3 separate regions of the Mus musculus genome follow, and all the other regions are linked to region 2. The links are chromatin contacts, called in public Hi-C maps. All regions are on one chromosome and are shown on one strand. The core of a region is the stretch at or near the end of the contact, and the rest is flanking DNA. Distances in the headings are between cores, read along the strand shown.

What was found. Hi-C and Micro-C count contacts between places; a contact is called where the count stands out from the background.
Region 1: a contact with region 2 is called in a Hi-C map of cortical neurons, with 4 times the contacts expected there. The contact joins the enhancer-like site here to the promoter of Grip1 in region 2. A contact is called at or near these places in 7 of 39 promoter capture datasets (the 3T3-L1 cell line, the C10 cell line, the HPC-7 cell line and 2 more), 4 of 484 Hi-C or Micro-C datasets (cerebral cortex, cortical neurons and embryonic stem cells) and 2 of 115 datasets of contacts at active chromatin or transcription factors (embryonic forebrain and neural tube).
Region 3: a Hi-C map of the N1E-115 cell line shows a contact between it and region 2, with 10 times the contacts expected there. The contact joins the enhancer-like site here to the promoter of Grip1 in region 2. A contact is called at or near these places in 8 of 39 promoter capture datasets (the 3T3-L1 cell line, 3T3-L1-derived adipocytes, the C10 cell line and 5 more), 2 of 484 Hi-C or Micro-C datasets (the N1E-115 cell line and embryonic stem cells) and 1 of 115 datasets of contacts at active chromatin or transcription factors (astrocytes).

What each region holds. Positions count from the first base shown.
Region 1 is chr10:119,776,959-119,780,443 of GRCm38.p6, reverse strand. The region is part of intron 1 of Grip1 (glutamate receptor interacting protein 1); the gene reads right to left. Among named protein-coding and RNA genes, the nearest start is that of Grip1os2, 17 kb to the right of the region's middle. Within about 2 kb of position 1,308, at least 7 of the 459 cell types and tissues checked have an H3K27ac peak or open chromatin away from gene starts, as enhancers often do. A contact at or near this core is called in cortical neurons, where this site is marked.
Region 2 is chr10:119,452,036-119,455,420 of GRCm38.p6, reverse strand. It overlaps Grip1 (glutamate receptor interacting protein 1), which reads right to left and starts at 1,387. Exons shown (of 23, transcript NM_001277292.1): 1 at 999-1,387. The coding sequence starts at 1,056.
Region 3 is chr10:119,800,312-119,803,987 of GRCm38.p6, reverse strand. All of the region lies in intron 1 of Grip1 (glutamate receptor interacting protein 1), which reads right to left. Gm51815 (a long non-coding RNA gene) reads left to right here. Exons shown (of 3, transcript XR_003949037.1): 3 at 1-3,676. Among named protein-coding and RNA genes, the nearest start is that of Gm51815, 18 kb to the left of the region's middle. Within about 2 kb of position 1,372, at least 6 of the 459 cell types and tissues checked have an H3K27ac peak or open chromatin away from gene starts, as enhancers often do. A contact at or near this core is called in the N1E-115 cell line, where this site is marked.

The DNA.
Region 1 (3,485 bases), core at 59-2,558, 330 kb before region 2:
CCAGCCTCTCAGATGTGTTCTTCCAAGTGAGCGTATGGGTCAGAAGCACATGCACTTAAGTCCTAGAAGGACTGAATTAAAATCCGAAGACCTCTGTCATTTCAGGATTCTGGAAGTGGGAGCAAGCCAGGTGTGCCACCATAGAGGGAGGACACTGAATCACGACAGCTCTAGGTTTCAAGTCTTGACACATTTTTGATAACACCATGCAGCCCGTTCCTCAAACTCTCAAGACAGGAAGGAATCCCAATTTAGGCACTGAGTAGTCTCTCTTCCTCACCCTTCCCATAGCTCACACACAGCCCCCAACAGGAATTTGATCAGATTATGAAAATAGGATTTGGTCAGATTACAAGACTGTGATTAATATTTATACAATTCTGTTTTTATCATGAAATAGAGTCTAACTTCTAAAAACTGTAGTCCCGAGTGATCTTTTGATGTGTAACTTAGTTTTGGTTTGAAAATACCCTCTATTAAAAGAAAAACCCAGCAAGTTACAGATGATAAAATACCTACAACAACCTGTTCTCATACTTCAATAACTCATGGCAGAAAAATGAAATATCTTGAATTTTGTAGACAGAGGGCAGTATGCACAAGCCAACTGTATAAGCAAAAAGCCTGTGTGTCAATTTTATAGGAAATACTTCATGCAAGACAGCTTTGTGTAATATGACTTTTAAGCTTCAAAGCTTATTTACATATTTATTGAGGCTTGGTATTTTTGGTCATTGTGAAAGAAATCACTTTGTGGCTGAGGGAGGTGTTTGTTCATTTCTTGATTTCAGAGAATGTGTGCATCTGATGTCACCATGGCTTTGGAAATGGTGCACACACAGATGTGGTGGCAAGCAGAGTGCCAGGAAGCTCAGTAGTTAAAAATGATCACCAATCTTGTCATGCTCTGTCATTATGCAAATGCAAGGAACATGTTGCCAAAGTGACTTATATTAGTGCACTGAGAGAGAATTGAAAATATAATCTTCAGCAGATCATTCTAAAAATTACCCATGCCTTAAAATGGGGATGTTCATCCAAATAGAACCACGTTAGTCTTTTCTCCAAATGTTTATGATATTGCACTAAAATCCAACACAGAAACATGGACAAATAAAATTAATTTAGTGGAGATTAAAGGATATTAACTTTAAATATTTTTGCCTGTTTGAGAAGAAGTGTCTTATCCATTTTTGTGTCTTCGTTTAGATGATGACTAACTGGTAATCTCTGTGTAGGAGATAACAGTTGACTGGTACACCCTGTTTCCTGCAACAAAGTATTTACAGGCATAGGAGCGCTGATCAAATCAATGCTACCCAGGGTCATCACAGTACAGTTTCCATGGAGACATTTCTCTGACTCCAGACTTCAGCAATTGCACTGCAATTTCCTTTAAACCCCTAGCTAGCTTTCAGATGTAGGTTCTTCCAGCTGTTCAGAAAGGGGCTGGCTGTCCTCCCGAACTACAAAAGCACAGTCAATGACATTGAAGGATTCTTCCCACCTCGGATGGCCACTAATTCTGAGCTGTCATCACAATTGGAATAAGATGGTGACGAGGAAGCCTTCAGTAAGACAATGAAGGGGATTTTATTTGTACTTCTTTTCCAATTTGTCTAGCCTAAAAATCTACTCTAACTACACCACCTTCTGGAAAGGAACACCAAAGTAATTAAAGTTCAAGCTTTATTCCTAAGGAAAAGATAGCAATAATTAAGACTAATGTCTCCTAAGCAATTTCTCTAAAATTAAATTCCTTACTGTGTTCCTCAACAACCCATGTCTCCATAAGTTCAGGGAAGAAGAAGATAAACACAGCCAGGCATGGCCCCCTGTGCAAATTCTCTCTTATGCTCTTTGTATATACAGAAAGGAAGATGCCTGTATAAATTGTTGATTCTTTCTCATAGAACACCCTGGAGATCTATAAATCTGCAGGAGGAAAAAAAAACCCTCCTACACCCTATAATAGAGACAGAGGATGACTATATAATTTATTGTCCAATTAGGAAAAATTTTAGAATGAAAGGAGGTGCCACTAATACCAATTACTAGAAAAGAGGCATGCTGGGACTCTCTAGGATGGCATTATTGTCTGAGTATAGCCCCGTAAAACAAAACAAAACACTCTGAGAGCTAAAGATAATGGAAAGATAGTCATAACACTGATTTCCACACTTGAAGATTATAACACATGAGGACAATGGATATTACCCCGTCTTTTTCTAGAAGGCTATAATGACAACAAGAGGGAATTGCATTAAAGATATTTCTGCATCAGGAAAATGAAAGTTATAGCAATTAGATCCATCCACAATCACTACGGTTTTCATTCGGAGGATTTGGGCTCTCTCCTCCCTCCCCAGTGACAGATGGTAACCTGTGGCAAATGCAGGGAGCACTAGAGAAGCAATGGACTTCTGGGAACCAGCTAACACTCTCAGGTTCTGTGACACCACTGAGAACAACTGACTAAGAAGCAACAACACACTGATGCCTTCATGCTAAAGAAACACAACCCTTCCAAGACAGACATGGGATGCCTGCCAATTTAACTGTTCCCACTTCTATCCATCATAGGTGCTACCACCCAATAACACACGACCAGACTTGAGTGGCTGAGTTTCATATACCCTAAGCCCCATTGAATAGCAGACTGGCATAGAGCTTCAGTCTCTGCAGATGTTTTGACATACATGAAAAACCTTAGTGATCAGAAGCAGAGATTTGAGAATAGAACACTAAGGTTCAGACACAGGTAGATTGGACATACAATGAAAGGAAAAAGAATGGAAGGGGTCTTGGAGCCATTGACATGCAGTCCACTCATTTCCTGAAAGGCCACGGATCTCTGAATTTAAAGTATCTTCCTTAATAGCACTTTAAAATTAAAGGCAAACTTGAAGTCACAGCCTTTGTATCAGTCTGAGTAGATCATGGCCAATGTGGATGGCAGATAACAGAAACACTGAATGCAATAAAGTTGCAATAGCTTTCCACCCCAGAGAGTGAAAGTTCTACACAATGGCCAGGCTGAGCCTCTAAGTCATGCTACCTAGAGCTTACAGTAATTTGACTTTTATTTACTTGAAGAAACTGATAAAAAAAAATCTGCTTAAGAAAATAGTAAAACTGAGGCCATCAGGATGGACAATAAGTAAGCTATTGTATTATTTGTCTCATAGAAAAGTTCTTAGTATTTTCTCTAGGTCCAGTGCCTGGTGATCTTTAGCTGCAAGGGAACCGGGAAGTGTGGGGAACAGACAACCCATGACCAGTACATGTCTCTCCCACAGAGAAGATGCCAGAGTTATTCAAAACTTCAATGATGTGGTGTTAACTCAGCTTTAGTATTAAAGTCTATCATGACAAGTGTTTCTGTTTTACAAACTCGGTCTGAGGGCATAAACACTAATATTATTAAAAGCTTAATCATGTATTTATAATCGATCTGACCTCTTGTAGCCATGGAAGCAAGCTGT
Region 2 (3,385 bases), core at 138-2,637:
AGCAGCAGGAGTATATAAACCCTGGTGGACCTTGACAGCCAGGGAATCCCTCTGGATGCTGCGCACCCCACAGCCCCATGGGGCCTTGGTAGGAAATTTTGGTGTACTCCGTACATGATATCCAGGTTACGGCCAACCACTGCACAACCCAAACACCGTAAGATGACAACAGAACCAAGCGTTTAGAGTGCAAAAGGCCTTCAACTTTTCCTCTCCGCGAGTCACTTCAAAACAACGTGCCCAGCACACTTGGCAGGCTGAAGCACAAAGGGGCTGCAGAGCCACCTGGCACGGAGAGCCGTGTCTTCCGAAGAAAACAGACAGTAATTATGAAAAGTCCGCAGTCCTGCGGTATTAACTAGAAAGCCGGGACTGCGCTGGGCATAACTCATCTTTTAGGCAGTCACTACCAGCCAGGGGACAGTCAGTCCTCTCTCCCCTCCCCCCTTCCAGCGACCCAAGGCAGCGCCCCCTACCCGCCCCCCACACTCTTCCCCCTTCTACTCCCCCTTTAAGAATCTCCTGCAACTTTGGGTTTGGCAGCACCATCGTAGCCCAGCCAGAGGCGGGGACATCGTCAAGGCGGCCGCGGCAGGAGGAGGAAAGTTTGAAAAGTCACTTAAAGCATTGCAAGATTCTCCCCCACCCCCAGCACCAGGAGAGCCCACCGCACAGAGAGGAGCCGGGGCTCCACGTGCGCAGCGGGCCCAGGAGAAGCTGGAGTTCCCTCTAGGTCCTCGGTAAGAAAAAACAGAATCTTTCCCCGGGCGAAAAGTTGCTTGCCGCAGCACTGTTCCCTTGCCCCCTCGGCTTTTCCCCCCTCCAGATCCCCAAACCCCCTCTCGGATTTCGCAAGGTGCCACCTGGCCTGGAGCGCGGTCCCCGGAGGGCACGGCGCCCCTCCCTTGCCGGCCGGAGGACAGGTCTCGGGGAGCTGGGGGACAGGGAGGCACCGAGGGCGCCCGGCCCGGCCCCCCAGGCTCGACCGCCAGGCTCACCTCTCTCCTGCTCCTCCGCTTGTAAGCAGATGGGGATGTTCTTCTTCCAGCCCGGCATGGTGTCTGCTCCCTGAGCTTGCTCCGGGGCGTACTCGCTGGCTCGCTCACTCGCTGGTCGCCGGCTCTGGGGCTCGCCGCGCCTCCTGGCTCACGCCCTCCGGCCGGTAGCAACACGCCCGAGGCTGCTCAGCGGGGCTGGGGCGCCGAGGCGACTCCCCGATACATTGAGGCGACGCCGCGCGCCCCGCTGCTCGCCTCCAAGTCTCCCGAGCTCCCCGGGGGTGGCGGTGGCGGTGGCTGTGGCGGTCGGGCCGCGCGGTAACCGGGCAGAGCTGGGGGGGGGGGGGGGTTCTGCAGCCGCGGTGGCGCGGTGTGGCCGCGAGGCCGGGGGACCGGAGCAGGCCGGTGTAGGACCGCCGAGCCCCCGGAGGTGGGCGCCGGCGGGAGCTCAGGGCTGGCGCCGCCTCGCTCCGCTCCTCCTCCTCCACCTCCTCCTCCTCTTCGTCGTCCTCGCCTTCTCCTTCCTCGTCCCTCCGCCGCCAGCAGGTGGGACTCGGAGCCGCCGCGGCCGCACAAAGCTCCTCGGGGCGGGCGGGACCGAGCTGCGGGCTCCCGGGGCGCCTGTCGCCAGAGCCTCTCCCCCCGAGACGCGCGCGAGGCTGGGCGGGCACGGAGGGGCGCGCGCGCTCACACCCTCGGCGCCCGGATCGCCGGCCTGCGAGGCGCGCCCGGCCCGCCAGGTACGGAGCCTGGCACCCCGCCGCCGCTGCGGAGCCCTCGCCCGCCCCTCCCGGGCCTCCCGCCCCGAGCCCGACCGGCCGCTTAGGCGGCTTTGGCGATGACCTCGATGAAGCAGGGGGCAGTGTCCTTCCCTCTAGTCCCTCCTTCTCGCCGCTCACTCCCCTCCCCAGCCCTGCCCGTCGCCCCCTCCCCCAAGTTGAGACTCGCAGCTCCGGATTCGCTAACTTCGCCCTCAACACAGGGGCAGTGGCAACTTTCGGGATGGTCGGCGCTGGTCCCAGGGGTGGGGACGGTGGGAGCCAGGAGCCCCTTTTGTTTTAAAGGATGCAAGCAGACCTCAGCTGAGTGAATATTTAATAGCTGTCTTCAAGTGTAGGAAGGAATTTTATGATCAGGTTTTATGATTAGTTTCTTCCTCTTGTCATAGGCTCACAGAAAGAAAAAAAAAATCAGTGGAAAATGAATAAAGGTGGGGAGGGGGAGGGGGGACAGAAGCCTTTGTACCAGAGCCTGGAAGGTTCTGCCCAGGCATGTGGGCTCTTCCTTGAGACCTCAGTGCTACTAGGAGAGGGACTTTTGGCAGCTGTCTGTCTTGCATGGAGATGCCATTCATTTCTTCAAGCCTGGGCCTCTGGCTGGAAAATAGCCATGCCTTTCCCTCCCATCTGACGGGTTCTGAAGAGTTTGGAGCCCCAGAGGCTGTATCTACTGGAGTGTGGTTTGGGGGTTTCGCCTCTGCGGTTTCTTTTGGCCTCTGAAGGAACTGTGGTTCCTCTCCCTCAATGGGGACATCAGCTCTTGCCAGCCTTCTGCTCTCTCACTGCCAGAGCAATAGCATAATCACACAGCACCTGAAGATAAGGTCTGTCTTCTCCTGCCATCTCATAAACTGTCTGATCAAGCAGGGATGTTGGCACCTGCCGTTGCCCCTTGTGCGAGTGCTTGGTTGTCACTGCAGAGCTGCCCTGCTGCCAAAAACCAGTGGCTGTCTCTCCTAAGGAAAGAAAGGAAAGGATTCAAGAGCAGAGCTACACAGCACCTGGGAGCTGAAGAGCTAAGTAGAAACTGAGTCACAACATCCCAGGGGTTCTTAGAAATCCCATCTGCGCTGGGCAGTGGTGGCTTGGTGGTGCATGCCTTTAATTCCAGCACTTGGGAGGCAGAGGCAAGTATGTCTCAGAGTTCGAAGCCAGCCTGGTCTTCAGAGCGAGTTCCAGGACAGCCAAAACTATACAGAAAAACTCTTTATTGTCCCCGCCTTGGCCCCCCACCCCCACCCCAGTCCCATCTGAGCAGGCTCCTTTCAGACTCTTTGTAAAATCCAGAAAAACAGATGGCATAACTTTGGTCTTGCCCTAAGTTTGTTTCAAGAATGTGCCTTGATTTTCCGGAAAGATTAAAGGGCATCCAGCAATAGCCAGGCTGGCTACAAGTACAGGCATACACTCAGCTTCCAGCAACACAAAAACCGCTGGAGCATTTGATGTAATATCTACGATGCGGATGATTATTCTAACAGGTGTTATTCTGGGGGGCCTGACTAATAAACCTCTGATATGAACTGGCCCTTACTCATGAGGTTTTACTGCAATCAACGGTATGATTGCCCCACCAAAGTGACAGCCTAGTGATGCCAGAGTTCTAAC
Region 3 (3,676 bases), core at 123-2,622, 350 kb before region 2:
TTACAAACATATGCACTTACTCTATCATTTCACTACCTAAACTCTCCTCACCTTTGTCACTTTTCTCACATAGAAAGCCACTTACTTATAGCTCTGGTGGCATCACTGAGAGCATTAAGGTAACATCCATTGTCAAGACACTTTACTGCCATCTGCTGGTAGAAACATGCCATTACTCACTACATACTCTGGCTAAGATGTGAATGGTACCCCATCCATCAGCTCTGATTTGGACAATGTCTGACCACTCCCAACAACCTGTGAGCTCTGAGCATCTCCACGAGGGGGAGCAGCGGAAAGCGGTTGCTACGTTGTTTTGAAGAAAGAAGTTTAAGGATAACTTTAATACTCAAAAGAGAGTGGAGTTTCTGCGAATTAATTATCTCTTTCCCCAGAGCACTTTATTCCTTTCTGTGGTTGTGAAAACCAGGCTTTGAATTCTATTCTGACCTGACTGTGCTAGAAGGGACATGGGGATGCTATGTCGTCGTAAATGTTTGATATGACTATGATTTTACTGCTCCCCATATCTGCCAGAACCAGCTTCTTCAGCCGACAGTGAAGAAAACAGAGAATGCCTACCAGCAAGGCTTGTATTACTGTCAGGGGGAATGCTTGATACAGCACAATCAACAGCGATATTAACTGCTGTTGACTCCGGAGGTGATATTAATTATTGATGCCGTTCCTGTGATCTCACGTTCTTCCCAATGTGCAGAGACATTGTTACTCTAGTTTCCCATCTTACAATCACCATTATTGAGACGTTTCTATGTCACAGAGGTAGACCAGAGTCTGAGTCTGCAACTCTGCGAACAGGTACCCTGTGGCCAAGGGCGGAGCCAGTGCCAGGCTTAAACTAGTTAAGATAGTCTGCTTTCACACTTGAACTGGGCCTGATGGCTCCCTGGACCCTTGAAGTCTTATGGAGGTCTGTTGATGATATTGTCATAATGCCATAAAGGAAATGGAAATCATAGAGTAATGACACAGAGAATGGCTTCTTGGTCCTCTATCTACATCACTGTCCTACTGACGTCATGGCGACTTCAACAGGAGAAACGCACTGGCTAAGAGAATCCGCTTCGGGAACTAGCTGAGTTGCTGACCGCAGAAGGGCACAGCGCATGTGCAGAAGACCCTTACGCGCCAGAGAGGTCTCTGCTCAAAGCACAGTGCTGACAGAGCACGCAGCCCAAGCCTTTTCTTCCTAGCATCTGTTTATACAAATTCTGACCAGGTGGCAAACTCTTCCCCTCTGCTCTCAAGCAACAGGATGCAGGACAGAGAACACCTGTTCCAAAACTGCTCTGATTAGCTGGAAGCTGGCAGGTATAGCAAGGGCTGAGGGCCACTCGGCAGGAGAGGATCCTGCTGCCTTGTCAGCCCTTGGCTCTGCTCCTGATCTTGGCTGTAGTCCCTGTCGGTGGCTAATGGGATTGATCCACGGGCATAAATCTTTAAACTCCTGCTGGCAAGTGCGACGTTATCTTATCCAAGGCCACCACAGTGTGCCACTGCTATCTAAAAGCAAATGTTTCCAACTTGAGGAAGATACTGGAGGTGCAGGTAGGGGTGTGATGCCCTCCGCTCTCACACAGCTTCCGGGGAAAGTGTGTCATTCAGGTGATTGTGCATGCACACGTGAGTGGACGTCTTTCATGATTTATGTATGCGAGTTTGCTTAGAGAAGGTAATGATAACCAAGTCAGCACGTGCTGGTTGGAGAAATAGAAGCAACACTCCCAGGGGAAACTTAGGGGAGCAATAAATAGAGGGGGAGGTGAAGAACACTGTGGGAGAGTATCCTAGACAAGGGAGTGTGTGCAGGACGGAGGAGACCGAAGCTCCATGAAGAAGGAACAACATGGGAGATTGGAGATGGGGTCTGAAGGGAAAGGACAGAGCTCAGGGAAGAAGGGACAGAAGAGCCGAAGTGGGAGGAGTGGGTGAGAAGCTGGTGTGTCGTTGAAAAGCCCCATCAGGACAGCCCACTGCAGCATGCATGCACTGGACACTCCTTAGGGTGTCTCAGCCATGGTCCCTCAACCCAACAGGCACACACATTTCGGCCGGCCCTTTTAGGTTTCTAAGGATAGAAAACTCTCACACAGAATGCTGTCATGTTAGTATCTGCTTGCTGATACTAAAGCACTGATCTAAACTTGACTCACAACAGTGATAAGAGGGAAATTCTAGATTTTGTTGTTGTTGTTGTTGTTGTTATTTACAGACATAAAAGTCAAAGGGCAGCATGAACCTAAGTCAGAGATAGAATATAGTCAGTGTGGTTAAGAAACTTAGAAAATAATTATAGAATGTTAGAGCCAAGGAAGGGATATTTGGAAGCTTGCAACCAACGGAGTTTGGTGTGTGCTCAAAACTGCTCAGGAAATGAAGGTTTCTGTGAATCTTCTAATTTCAATGGTTCTTAAATCACACTCCCTGTGATTTGAGGTTGCTCTGGGTTTTGTACAGCAACTCTGTAACTCTAAACTGAAGAGTCCACCCATTGTGAATGTGAACATGAACGTAAGTCTAATTTATTAAGCAGGTGTTATGCTCTGTGAACAGTTGTGAATGGATGGATGCAGGGATGAGCAGTATATTAAGAAAAATACAAATGGAATGACTTGACCTTTCATCATCGAGAGCAGAAGGACCGATGCTTAAAGATGTATTTATTTTTATTTTAGGCGCACAAACGATGTGCCAGCAGGAGTGTCTGTGCAGCACATGTATCCTCCGCCTATGAGACCAGAAAAGGGAAGCAGATCCCTTGGAGCTGATGTTACAGACCGTCCTGTGCTGCCACGAGGGTGCTGGGAACCAAACTCGGTCCTCTACATGAATATCAAGTACTCTTAACTGTTAAGCCATCTCTCCAAAACCCGGGACTGAAATTTAAAGGGTAGAGAAAAAAAAAAAAACCAAAAAAACCAAAAAAACAGTTTTCTCTTCCTCCTTCCCTATGTCCTATTTTCTTCGCATCAAGAGAAGGATAAAAATAGCCCTGGCCTTTTGCTGACTTCTGAGGGATGTGGGAACGGATAAATGCGTTCGGGTGTGTCAAGCTCCTGAAGTTCCTTAGGGAGAAGCCACAGGTTTTAATGTCATAATAACAAGCTACTTGTTAAGCTGTTGCTCCTCTAAACATATCATAAGTATCTTCAAACCAAGGTTGGAGCAGGTCACGTGCCCAATAGCAAACTTCTGCCAGCTCACCTGGCTCTTAGCCTGGTGCTTCTCTGGGGCTCAGTGTGGGCTAATACTGAATCTGAGTTTATTTAGGTTGAGTGGTTTGAGCTGGAGGTGTGATGTCTTCCTGCAGGGAACTGAATAGGAGCAGGGATGGCCCTGACGCCATCTTCCTCTGTCTACTAGACTCCAGGAGAGAGGGGGCGGGGTAGGGAGAGGAAAACAGTGGATATCAAGCTTTTCCAAGCTTGTAACACTTTTTTTTTTGTAGGAAGTAACACCACATTTCTCATGCATGTCTCCATGGAAAAACGTATTGTTCTGATTAGAAAACACACATCAAGGTCCCCACCTCAATAAAGAGAAGTAAAATAAAAATAAAAGCTTATTCATTCTCTTAATATTGATCCAGACAATATATCTAGATTTGCCTGGATTCTAGATGTAGAAAGGTCTTCTCTACATAGAGTTAAATACA